3 separate regions of the Mus musculus genome follow, and all the other regions are linked to region 2. Evidence: chromatin contacts called from public HiChIP or PLAC-seq data. All regions are on one chromosome and are shown on one strand. Each heading gives the region's core, a stretch centred on a gene start, on an enhancer-like site or on the middle of the called end of the contact. The rest is flanking DNA. Distances are from core to core; before and after follow the strand shown.

Region 1 (3,739 bases), core at 1,129-3,628, 210 kb after region 2:
TCAAGGTGAAGTGAATGAGAGAGATTCAGTCAGAGGTCATTTAGCATTTTGTAAACAGCAGAACCAAAGCTGAATTTCCTTTGGTGTACCATTACGATTCTTTTTGGAGAGAAGAAAGATTCATGTGAAAAGGGCTCCTGTGTAGCCCAAGTGTTCCTCGTAGAATTGTGCTCATGAATCAGGCTGCATAATAGATGCCTGTGAGCCTGGTTGTTCGTATCAAGTAAGTCATGGATGGAAATGGTGTTCAGGGCTGAATGTGTGCCCTAGACCTGCCCCCTACCAGCCTCCTGGCTCACCTCTTCCAGCAACCTTCCTCCACTAATAGAACCCCTGGGAGATTATGTGGAGTGAGCAAGGTAGACTACCACTCTCTACAATGGCAGAAAACATTGTTCACTTTGCTATGCTCTTAATTCTCAATACTTCAACTTGGCAAGGCCCTAAGAGACCTGAAAGATCCTAAAACTGGACAGAAGACCTCAAGCTTACACTCCCATGCAAAGCTTGTATAGCCAGCTCTAAGGAGAAGCTGATTCCTACGGTGGTACAAGCTGCCTTAGCATCCCTTACCTGGCTGTGGGAACTTTTATCACAAAGCATCAAAGCCCTCTGGCATGTATACTTCTGGAGGGCTGAGGGCGTGCTAGCTTACCCTTTAACTAACATAAGGTGTGTTCGGAAGGTCACATGTGCCATCCTACAGAGGGAACAGAAAGAATAGTTACTCACCCACCCTTGCACTGCAAATGAATATGTTTCTGAATACATTTTTGTTCCTGCATCGAGGTAAATATCACCGTCAGGAGTGTTGGAGGCATCAGGTGCTGCAGAGTGATACCTTTACCCACTCAGACAGATAGCATAGTCATTCCAGTGTGCAAGGACATACGGTTCCATGGCAGAAGGTAGGCTTAGCATGCACGAGGTCCAGCACTCAGTTCTCAGAACCAAAAGAAGCAAATAAAAAGAGAGGCACTATAGGTCCAAAGGAAAAATGCTTTTGTCATAATTTAGGCCTGTGTCTCACTTGTCCTAATGCCTGGATTAGCCGGAAACTACTATGGTAATCTACAACTTTGGTCCCAAAAGATCAGGTATAAAGTTTTAAAAATCTGTACATTTCAGATTTGGGTTGTTTTAACATTTGCTTTTTCTCCCATCTTTTTTGTCTCTATCACTACTACTACTACTACTACTATTACCATTCCTTACAGTGTATTATTTGTCATTTCATCCTGTTCCCCAGCTCCTCTTAGGAGCTACCCTACCCACTCAAATTTTGTCTGTCTTTCCCCCACTCCATTTTTTTTTAAACTGCTCAAATAATTTGTGCTGTCCATATACTCATGGAGGTATGGCCATCGCTGGAGCTTGGTCGACTTAGCATGGGCCACACCTTTAAAACTAGCTTTCCCTCCAATCTCTGGGAAGCTATCAATTGCCAACAGCTCTTTAGCTAGGGGTGAGATGTCATGCCCTGTCCCCTCCATGCTGGGATTGGGGCTGACTGGAGCGCATCCTTACATTTCAGGTTTCTCTTGTTTCAGTATATTCTCATTAAGTAAAGAGTGGCTTCATTGCTCTCCTGTTAACCTTTTAAACCTCTAACAATATTCTGTGTGTGCCTCCTTTTTCTTTTCAGATGCTTGTTAAAAAGATTTTAGTAATTTGGATTACGGATCAGTCTGTTTATTAATTTGCTGAGAAAGGTTTTTGGGGGTTTAGACATGTTGACTGGTATATAAGCATTTTAGTGATATAAGTCAAAAGAATATGTAAACTAGTCTCATAAGTAGACACAATTGGATTAGAATCTGTGCTCCTCCTGTCTCAGCCTCCTGAGTACTGAGATTGCAGGTTTGATCCACTATTCTAGTCCTTAAGTGGCTTTTCCATTGTGGAGTAGGTGGAAGAGACAGGCTCAGTTTGTCCTGAACGTCAGCGAACCACTTGCTCCCCTGAGGTACTTATGAAGAGTGAGGGATAGTTGGGATTTTTCTCATCTGCCTTTGGACTGCTTCCATTACAGGTGAGGGTGAGGTTTGAGCTGAAGTCCCCAGTAAAGACCATAGAAGATTTCCTTCGGAGGTTCACGCCCAGCCGCCTGGCTTCTGGCTGCAGCAGTATCGGGAACCTGAGCACCAGTAAATCCAGCCACAAATCTGGATCAGCTTTTCTGCCCAGCCTGTCTCAGGACAGCATGCTTCTTGGGCTGGAGGAGAAGCTGGGTCAAACAGCACCGTCCATTGCCAGCAATGGCTATGCCAGCCAGGCAGGCCAGGAGGAAAGCTGGGCCTCAGAGTGTACTACAGACCAGAAGTGTCCAGGGGAGCAGAGGGAGCAGCAGGAGGGGGAGCTGCGATATGAGGCTGAGAGCCCAGATGAGGCTGCACTGGTGTATGCAGCCAGAGCCTATAACTGTGCCCTGGTGGACCGGCTTCACGACCAGGTGTCTGTGGAGTTGCCACACCTAGGCAGGCTCACCTTCGAGCTGCTGCACACACTTGGCTTCGACTCCATCCGCAAGAGGATGTCAGTGGTGATCCGCCACCCGCTGACTGACGAGATCAATGTATACACCAAGGGGGCCGATTCGGTGGTCATGGATCTTCTGCTGCCCTGTTCCTCAGGTAATTAGCCTCCTCTTCTTACATTGCACCCTAGAGCCAGGCAGGGCATTTTGAGAAACTCTACCCAGCTGAGTCAAGGGATTTTCATTAATCCTGCCTGTAGCACAGACCCTTTGAGAGAATCCCAGCATTCTTAGTGCCCAGTGGCATGAATTTAGGGGGCTTTGGCATCTTGACCTCACTTTCTTCTGCCCTTTAAGCATAGTGGAGTTAGAGATTTCTTGGAAAGCATCCCACTTAAATTATAAGCAATGAAAACTGGAGAGCCTTTAGATCGAATGTTCTGGAAATTTCCTTTCTGCTGTAGACTTAGGGCAGCTTTGAGTTCTAGGCCACAATCTTTAGCTTGTTTGTGGGCTATGTAAGAGTAGATTGGTGTCATAGGAAGTGGGCCTCCCAACATCTTTATTCTGCTTTCAATGGGCTAAGGACCCCTCTTTCCATTACTTTTGGGGTAAATTGTGGTTTGTAAAACCACAGTGTGATTAACCATCAAAAAGGTTGTAACTCTGTGCAGCTAGAAATCCCCTCCTGACCTGCAGAAGGAAAGCAAAGGCCACATTGTAAAGTGAACTTGGCTTTTTCTCTGTCAACACTGTAGTGAGAACAAAGGAGTGAGGATGAAGGTGGATGCAGAATGCTGATAGTAGCCCAAAAGGATCCAGCCCAGGGCTTTGATGCTTGACCCCTACAATCTTTCTGGCTTCCATATCTGGAATCACATTGGGTATCACCTGTTGTGAGACTGTATATGGAGTTCTTGATGCTCATAACAGAGCCCTATTAATGGGTTGATTTTTTTTTCCATTCCAAGATAACCTTCATTTTTATTCTTGATGCTTGTTTACACCTACATGAAAGAAAGCACAGAGAAGGTAGCTGTCTGAGCAGATTTCCTTCTACTGGCAGTACTTCAAGGCAGAATGATAGACGGTAGAGGCTTCAGCCTCTCTCACAAGAAAAAGGAAAGGTACTGTAGAAAAAGGACTGTATGTGGAAGGCATGTGGTGCGAGTAGGAGGGAGATTAGAGAGGCAGGGGGACAGTAATCAGGATGCACTGTATGCATGCATGAACTTCTCAAAGAATGAAGTCACTGGCATGTAC
Region 2 (4,030 bases), core at 215-2,714:
AAGGGAAATGTTGCCGGAAGGCATGTGAACATACATTCAGAATGCCAGCGGCGTTCTTTAGGAGCTGTAACAACAGTCTGGCCTCTTCCAGAACTTCCAGAGCTAACACAGAACTCTCCTACCTCTTCTAAATCCACTGTAAATGCTGACCCAGAGAAGACTCCTTCAGCAGAAGGTGTGCTGCTGTTAGAAATAAATATAATTCCAACAGAAGGTAGGGGTGCACACCTATAATCTCAGCAGTTAAGAGGCTTGTGAGCATGAGGCCATCCTAGGCTGTGCACAACCAGCGTCTGTAGCAAAATGAGCAAATGAAGAAATCAGGTCTACTCTACTAGATATTCTATGTGAAATTTAATTTGTTTCTACATCCACATCAGAATCCTTGCAGGTCAGAGGCGGGAGTCCAAGGGATGAGGAAATGCTTGTAGGCTGAGTGCACTGTAAGTATTCGGACTGCTTCTCTGAGGCTCTCTTCCCCCTCCATATGACTCTCAGGCTGGAAAGCCAGTGTGTTGTTTCTCATGCCTATGGTTCCCTGGGATTGTAAGAACTCCAATTGGTCCACCCCAACCGCCTCCTTCTATAATGGCCCAAGTATTTGATGGCAAACTATTAGATTTAGACAGTACATGCTCACTCCTCATATACCTTTCTACCAATACAAATTTACAAGCTAGGTATGGTGAGGCATAACACTCAAGAAGCTGAAGCAGGAGAATTTCAAAACCAAGTCGGCCTAGGCACAAAACAAATTCCAAGCCAGCCTGAGCTATACAACAAGACCTTGCTTCAGAGGCAGGAGGTATTTGTTACAAGAATTTTGCCAAGACAGTCAGGAACAGTGTGTTGGCCCTGCTGCCATCTTAGCAGTAGCTTCAAAAGGACAGTTTTAGCTTAGAAAAGCATGCTTTCCTCTTTTAGTGTGACACTTCTCAGAGAACATAGTAAAATAGAACTAAATGTTTTTTATTTAAAAGAAAAAGTCGCACTTTTATTTAAGGCCTACGAGAAGGATCCAGATGAAACGCAAGTCAATGTCAGATCAAGCCACTTTATATATATATATATATATATATATATATATATATATATATATATATATATATATATTAGGTATTTTCCTCATTTACATTTCCAATGCTATCCCAAAAGTCCCCCATACACTCCCCCCCACTCCCCTACCCACTTTTTGGCCCTGGTGTTCCCCTGTACTGGGGCATATAAAGTTTGCATGTCCAATGGGCCTCTCTTTGCAGTGATGGCCGACTAGGCCATCTTTTGATACATATGCAGCTAAAGACAAGAGCTCCGGGGGTACTGGTTAGTTCATAATGTTGTTCCACCTATAGGGTTGCAGCAGATCAAGCCACTTTAATTGCTTGACTTTTCCTCACAGAGGGTTCTGTCATCAGTGGTGTGGGCTGCTCACCACTAGATGGTGCCATTGTCTACAGTGCATGCCTTGCCTCTACACTTTTTGCCTTGGGGAGGGGCGAAGGAAAAATACCGGTTCACTTTAACCTATCATCCTGTATTAAGCATTAGCAAGATGCTTCTGAGTCATGTGCTGCTTCTTCAGAGGTTTTCACCTGAAGTCAGGATCCTCTTGGGTCTTCTCCAGGCTTGGAGGAAGGTGGTGAATTAGCCTCCATCTTAAGGTAGCACAGGTACCAGGAATGCAGCAGGGTGCATCAAGAGGATTTGAAAGAAAGACTCAAATTGAAATTGTTCTGGAGAGAAGCAGTTTTGTAGAGAAGAGTTAACAATGAGCTTGACAGAGGTACTGCATCTGAAGAACATATTCCCCCATAGGAAGATGATCTTAGGGTCTAGAGCCTGGGGTATAGGTACTGGGGACTGTGATCCACAGATTCCCTAGGCTGTCTGGAAGTGTGCCATCCTTGTGCAGTGATGACATAGCACCACATGTCATGCATGTACCACTTTATCCTCTTCCAAATGAAGCAGTGAGTTGAGGCATCTTCTACCTGGTTAAATAACAATGCTGGCTTCATTCCCTACAGGTAGCTTTCTTTGTACATAGACTGAGACCTGGGGAGCAGTTGAGCAGGAACTGCAAGAAATAGATGAGGGCAGAGGTACAAGGAGAACATCACCTCCCAAGCATCACAGAGAAGGCATCTGAGCTGCATGTCCATGAAGGGGCAGGCTGCACTGGTGCCTGTGATTTCTCAAGTGTGTCAATTACTATGAAATGACTAGGGGAAATATTGACTTTGCCATTTTATTGGTGGATTCTGGGGATTGAGCCCAGGGTCTTGTATATGCCAAGCACATATGTTTTACCAGTGAGCTGCAATCCTAGTCCTACTAGCAGTGGCTTTAAAGAGAATCTCAGAACACTTGAACTACTGTCCCAAAGACTAAACTACATGGGAGCGCTTACCTAATGTTGTGCCAAAGGGTGAAAGGAAGAGGTAACAGCAATCGTTTTGGGAACTTCTCAGTTATGTGAAATTTAGGGCTTATAAATTCTCAAAGACAGCCCAGAGGCAGGATCAAGAAGCCCAGGAGCTAGGTGGCAATGGTCCAAGCACTAGGATTTGCCACAGCTTGAGAGTGAGCAATCTGGATTTCATGTATGTGACATCCCCTGCTGTACACAGGACAGTTCCCTCTTTCAGACCAAGAAACAAGAGTGTTCTATAACAGAGCTTGAGTACTTTCCTCTGGGGGTGGAGCAAAGTATGTTTCAGTTTGGCAGTCCCTGTGGGAAAAGCACAGCCACACCCTTCAGGAGAGTAGAGACAAAAAGGCAACTCTGGGGGCTCCTTCTCCTCCCTTCCATTCTCCACAGCATGCAGGCACCACTGTGATCAAATGGGCAAGGCAAGTGTTATTTTAAGAACTGAAATTCTCCAGAACCCTGAAACACTCCAAGAATGTTCAAGGAAAGCTATTTTTATCCTTTGAAGGTTAGGCTAATATTTAATCTTCTCAAAACATCTAATATATTGCATAGATAAGCCCTTCTCTAGGTTCCCAAGAGAAAACTGCATTCACAGTGCAAAGCTTTTACTTTCTAGTGACATGAAATGACATCACCAAGGTGAGTGGAGCCCCTGGGGGATGGTTTAGATCACATGCTTGCAGAGGTCCCGAGTCACTGCAGACATGGGAGGAGATCCCTTCTTCGTGCACTTTTCTCTCTGCCCCGAGACACTAAGGTAACTGAGAAAGTTTAGCATGAGTGATAGAAAGGAAGATATCACCCCTCTATAAGTCAAAGACAAATTATAAACTAAAAGGCAAAAGAGGTTTCATTTGTAAATTTTTTAAAATAATTGTATATTTTTTCTGTCGCTGAGTGAAATTTTGCTTAAGTGTAGAAAATGTTAGTGGTTCGAATTAGTCATAACTGCATGCCACATTTTTTTCTGCAAATCAGAACTGGAGACTGCTTGTCCTTTCAAAGTGGTGTGCACTGTCCACCATTCTGTTATCCTGTGTGAATGTTCACCATACAGAAGGGATATAGTAAAGAGTGGCAGATGTCCACACTTAGATCTTAGGATGCACAGAGGATGAAAGAAAAGAAATGGAAAAAGATTCCAAACATGTGGCGACAGTGACAGAATAGAGGTGGCCACACTTAGACAAGGCAGACTCAAAATCAAAACCCTTAAAATAAAGAAGAGTTTATCTTGGAAAAGTCATTTCAACAAAATAACTAATTATACACATACTAGATGTCAAAGCACCTGAAAGTATAAGGTACCATGGATAGATCTGAAGATGTTGATAACCTAATACCAATAATAATAGGCTTTAGTGCCAGGTTTTCAACAACAGACAGAACAACCAGACAGAAAGTCAATAATTACAGACTTAATTCATGTTATAAACCTAATGGCTCTAACAGGCCTATCTAAAACGTTCCACCTAGGAGCAGAATGTCCATTCCTCCCAAGTGTTTGCAGTAGTCTTCAAGGAAGAATAAATGACTGAAAAATAAGTCATCAGATCCTATATTATATCAAATAACATATCAATTATATCAAATTCC
Region 3 (3,802 bases), core at 195-2,694, 190 kb before region 2:
AGTGAGTCTTAATTTCACAATATCAAACCTTAAGAAAGAATCAGGAGGAAAAAGAGGGAAAACCAAAGGCAAAGGAAGATAAATTGGGGTGAGATAAGCCATTGTGTGCAACTGAATAATAATTCACACATGAAACTTTAAACTTTGAGTAAGTCACAAAAATAGTATGTGTGTCTGTGAATCTTATGGTGTGCTTGGAGTCCAGAAGAGGGCATGGCATTCTTGGGAAGTACAGTTATTTGCTGTCGTGTGCGTACTAGGATTTGAACCTAAGCCTTCTGGAAGAGCAGCCAGTGTTTTAACCTCTGAACTATCTCTCCAGACTCAAAGTTTTTCTTTAAGAGTGAATATTCTTGTCTTTCTTTTCTTTTCCTTTCCTTTCTTTTCTTTTTCTTTCTTTCTTTCTTTCTTTCTTTTTTTTTTTTTTTTTTTTTTTGGTGTTGTTTTTTGAGACAGGGTTTCTCTGTGTAGCCCTGACTGTCCTGGAACTCACTCTGTAGACCAAGCTGACCTCCAACTCAGAAATCTGGCTGCCTCTGTCTCCCCAGTGCTGGGATTAAAGGCGTGCATCACCACTACCTGGTGAATATTCTCTTATTGTCTCTCGGTAGTAATTTCTATTATCATAATGCCTATGGACTTTGTACATGGGAGAAGATAATATGAAAACTTTTATTCTTCTTTTCTTAAGACATGTTTGTATACAATATAGCTGTATTAAAGCTCTTAGAGTGTACTGAGAAGAAATGAATCGCTTTTGGCAAGTTACAGTATCAAGTTTCTCATAAGGGAGAAGAAAGATGAGAAATAGCCTTCAGAAAGGCACCGAGAGTCAGTGAAGATGTGTCTGCGTGCTGGAGTACTTATCTTCCCCACACCCTTGGAGTGATCCCCAGCACCATAATTAAAAATAAAAATGTATCTTTCTTCTGAAAGAAAGAGGAAAGTCATTTATATGGCTTCAGCAAAGAGCTTCTGAAAGCCTGTTTTGACAGAATGGGGGTTCTGAGAGCATCAAGACATAAGATCAAAACGCCCACAAGACTAAGATGAGAGGAGAAATGCCTCCCTTGTGAAACTCAGCCAGCTCTCTTTTAAGCAAATCTCTTGTAAAGTTTTTTTTTTCAATTCAGTGTCTAGATTTGCACAATGTAAATCCAGAGCAGAGACTCATTGGACAATATATTATTTACAGTCATGTCTGGAATAAAAGGCTTACAGTTGTCAGCAAAGACATAGTGAGTCTTCAGAAATATTTGTTTTTTAAACATGTTTCATAGTGGGTCATCTTCCACAGTTTTCATCAGCTTAGCTGTTTCAGAAGGACCTGTGTGGGAGCCACTTTTTCCTATCAGCCAAGGCTTTCTTCCTATTCTGAAGTGCTTCTCAGATGAATACTTTGTGTATGCCAACGGTTTCTTGAGGTTGGCACTGTGGTTTGAGTCATCTTAGTGAAACTATGACAAAAAGATGCGCCCAGAGTGAGAGTTAGAGTTGGGCAGACAAAACATGAACCAGAATCTGAGTATGGGGCAGGTACAATTATACCAAGAATACTGTGTGTCTGCAGTAGTGGTTCCTGTGTGCTCTTAATCTTAGGAAGTTGGTAAAGTTAAGCTTTTGTAATTAGAAGCTTTCTAACAAAGTTCCAAAAAGCACAAACTTCAGGCATACAAAAAAAAAAAGGCTAAAGATTTGAGATGATCCTAGGCTAACCTACTCCTCAGGATCCTACTTAGGAAAAATTTTACTCTCTCAGTACTTGTAAGTGTACAGATGAAGCATCTCCATCGTGGGTCCAAGATACACATGCTGGAAAAAGGGTATTAGACTACCACATGTTACATGCTAGAATGCAATGCTGAGACAGAAAAAATACAACTAAGGATGAGTAAGTAAAAATTACTAGTCAGTTAAATGCCTTAGAGGGTAAAGGTGCTTGGTGGCAAGGCACATGACCTGAGTTTGGTCCCCTGGACTCTTCTGATGGAATGATAGTACCAACTTCAGAGGCTTGTCTTCTGACTTCCTCATAGGTGCAATGGTACTAGCATGCTTCCCAGTCTCCTTCCCAACAATAAATCAATAAACAAACAAAAAGCCCAAGTAAGCAAATAAATAAGTATAATTTAAATTTTTCCTACATCCTAACACACAAGAAAACAAAATAAACCCAATACTAAAAGCTTCCTATGAAATATTGGAGACCTGCTTAGGTAAGAGCAGTGCAGCACTGAGGCTGCCTCGGCTGTGTTATGCCACTGTGATTTAATGAAGGACCAGCAGGTCACACTTGCTTTAACAAAGGTTGATGACTAGGTACAGTGAAGGGAGTGTATACAATATAGAAACGGGGGTGGGGGGTGTTAGCTAGCAGGGCTAGAAATGAGCTACATGATTCAGCTTCTGATTGGGTAAGTTAAGGAAAAACCTAAAGAAGCAGAAGACTGCTGTCTTCTGATACCACTTGAGAGTGGAGGACATTCTACAATGGAGGGTTTCAAATAATTTAGTTTATAGGAAAATCAAACAAACTAGAGACCCACGTGATGTAAACTGACAAGGATTTGTAGTTGCTAATCTTAGCCAAGGAAAGGACACGTGGTGTTTTGTGAGTGACAAATGGACTTGTTTTGGTCTGTGCTTATACAAATGTAAGTCATATCTCATGGCATCCATTTAGTGTTTCTTTACGGATACATATTTAGGACTAACCACATGAGATTAGATAAGCCACCAGGAAGCTCTTCACTGCAGAAGACTGATTCTCCTTCAAGAATGGAAGGTTTTAAGCAAAAGGTCATGCTAGGAGACTCCCTAGAGAATCAGACTGAAAAGGAAAAAGGCTGAGGACACAGACCACATTTAGAATGCCAGAAGTTACTATCCAGTATGTGATTAACAACTACTAAAGGTGCTGAACATGGACTAACAAAATCATTAGACGGAAGACCTGAGACAAGTCAGGCAGCTTTACAACAACTTGGGAATACCCTAAGGAGGGCATGTACCAAACAAGGGCCATGGAACTGAGAGAGCTGCTGGAACAAGAGCTTAGAGCTCTTGCCCTACAGCCCCAGGTTGAATCCCACAAGTGACTTTCAGCTTCTGGGAACCTCATTTCTTCTGACCCTTTCCAAGTCCCAAGGCCATGTTCTAATAGTTCTGTGATTTTATAAAAAAGTATAAACAGTATGGTACTGACACAAAAACAGATAGATAGTTTAATGAGATAGAACCAAGGGCTCTGATATAAGATCCGATACCTACAGTCACCTGTTTTTAGACAAAGATGTTGAAAATACACAATGGAGAAAAAGAAAGGATCTTTTAAAAATGGTGCCAGTAAAACTGGATATATACAAGTAGAAAAATTAATCATGATTCTTCTCTCTAATGCTGTACATAAATAAATAGCAAATGGATTAGAGATATCAGTGTTATACCTGAAACCCTAACAGTTCTACAAGAAAGAATAAAGAGTACAAGTCAAAACACAGCTTCAGGAAATGACTTTCTCAATAGGACTCTAGTTTCCCAGGAAAAAAGAACCATCAATCAATAAGTGGGATCTCATGAAACTAAAAGTTTTTTGTCCTGCAAAATATATGGGTATATTTAGACTCAACAGGTTTTTTCTTTTTTGTTTTTGTTTTTGTTTTGTTTTGTTTTGTTTTGTTTTGTTTTAAAGAAGAACGTTGGAGGGTATGAAGTTGGGGGTGGATCTGGGAGGAGTTACAGAGAGATATGGAGGATGAATATGATCAAAATATATGGTATGACCAGAGAATTAATAATAATA

What was found. HiChIP or PLAC-seq counts read pairs in DNA pulled down with a chosen protein or histone mark.
Region 1: a contact with region 2 is called in a CTCF HiChIP or PLAC-seq map of CD8 T cells, with 5 read pairs. The contact joins two enhancer-like sites. A contact is called at or near these places in 2 of 15 datasets of contacts at CTCF or cohesin (CD8 T cells and large pre-B cells), 7 of 484 Hi-C or Micro-C datasets (adipose-derived mesenchymal stem cells, bone marrow-derived macrophages, cerebral cortex and 4 more) and 1 of 115 datasets of contacts at active chromatin or transcription factors (double positive thymocytes).
Region 3: a BATF HiChIP or PLAC-seq map of CD8 T cells shows a contact between it and region 2, with 9 read pairs. The contact joins two enhancer-like sites. A contact is called at or near these places in 1 of 39 promoter capture datasets (the 3T3-L1 cell line), 1 of 15 datasets of contacts at CTCF or cohesin (the NIH/3T3 cell line), 1 of 484 Hi-C or Micro-C datasets (nephron progenitors) and 1 of 115 datasets of contacts at active chromatin or transcription factors (CD8 T cells).

Annotation. Positions count from the first base shown.
Region 1 is chr7:58,795,268-58,799,006 of GRCm38.p6, forward strand. It overlaps Atp10a (ATPase, class V, type 10A), which reads left to right. Exons shown (of 21, transcript NM_009728.2): 10 at 2,033-2,633. Among named protein-coding and RNA genes, the nearest start is that of Gm39019, 66 kb to the left of the region's middle. Within about 2 kb of position 2,379, at least 10 of the 459 cell types and tissues checked have an H3K27ac peak or open chromatin away from gene starts, as enhancers often do. A contact at or near this core is called in CD8 T cells, where this site is marked.
Region 2 is chr7:58,582,992-58,587,021 of GRCm38.p6, forward strand. No RefSeq gene overlaps it. Among named protein-coding and RNA genes, the nearest start is that of Atp10a, 73 kb to the right of the region's middle. Within about 2 kb of position 1,465, at least 19 of the 459 cell types and tissues checked have an H3K27ac peak or open chromatin away from gene starts, as enhancers often do. A contact at or near this core is called in CD8 T cells, where this site is marked.
Region 3 is chr7:58,391,552-58,395,353 of GRCm38.p6, forward strand. No RefSeq gene overlaps it. Among named protein-coding and RNA genes, the nearest start is that of n-TEttc7, 5.9 kb to the right of the region's middle. Within about 2 kb of position 1,445, at least 25 of the 459 cell types and tissues checked have an H3K27ac peak or open chromatin away from gene starts, as enhancers often do. A contact at or near this core is called in CD8 T cells, where this site is marked.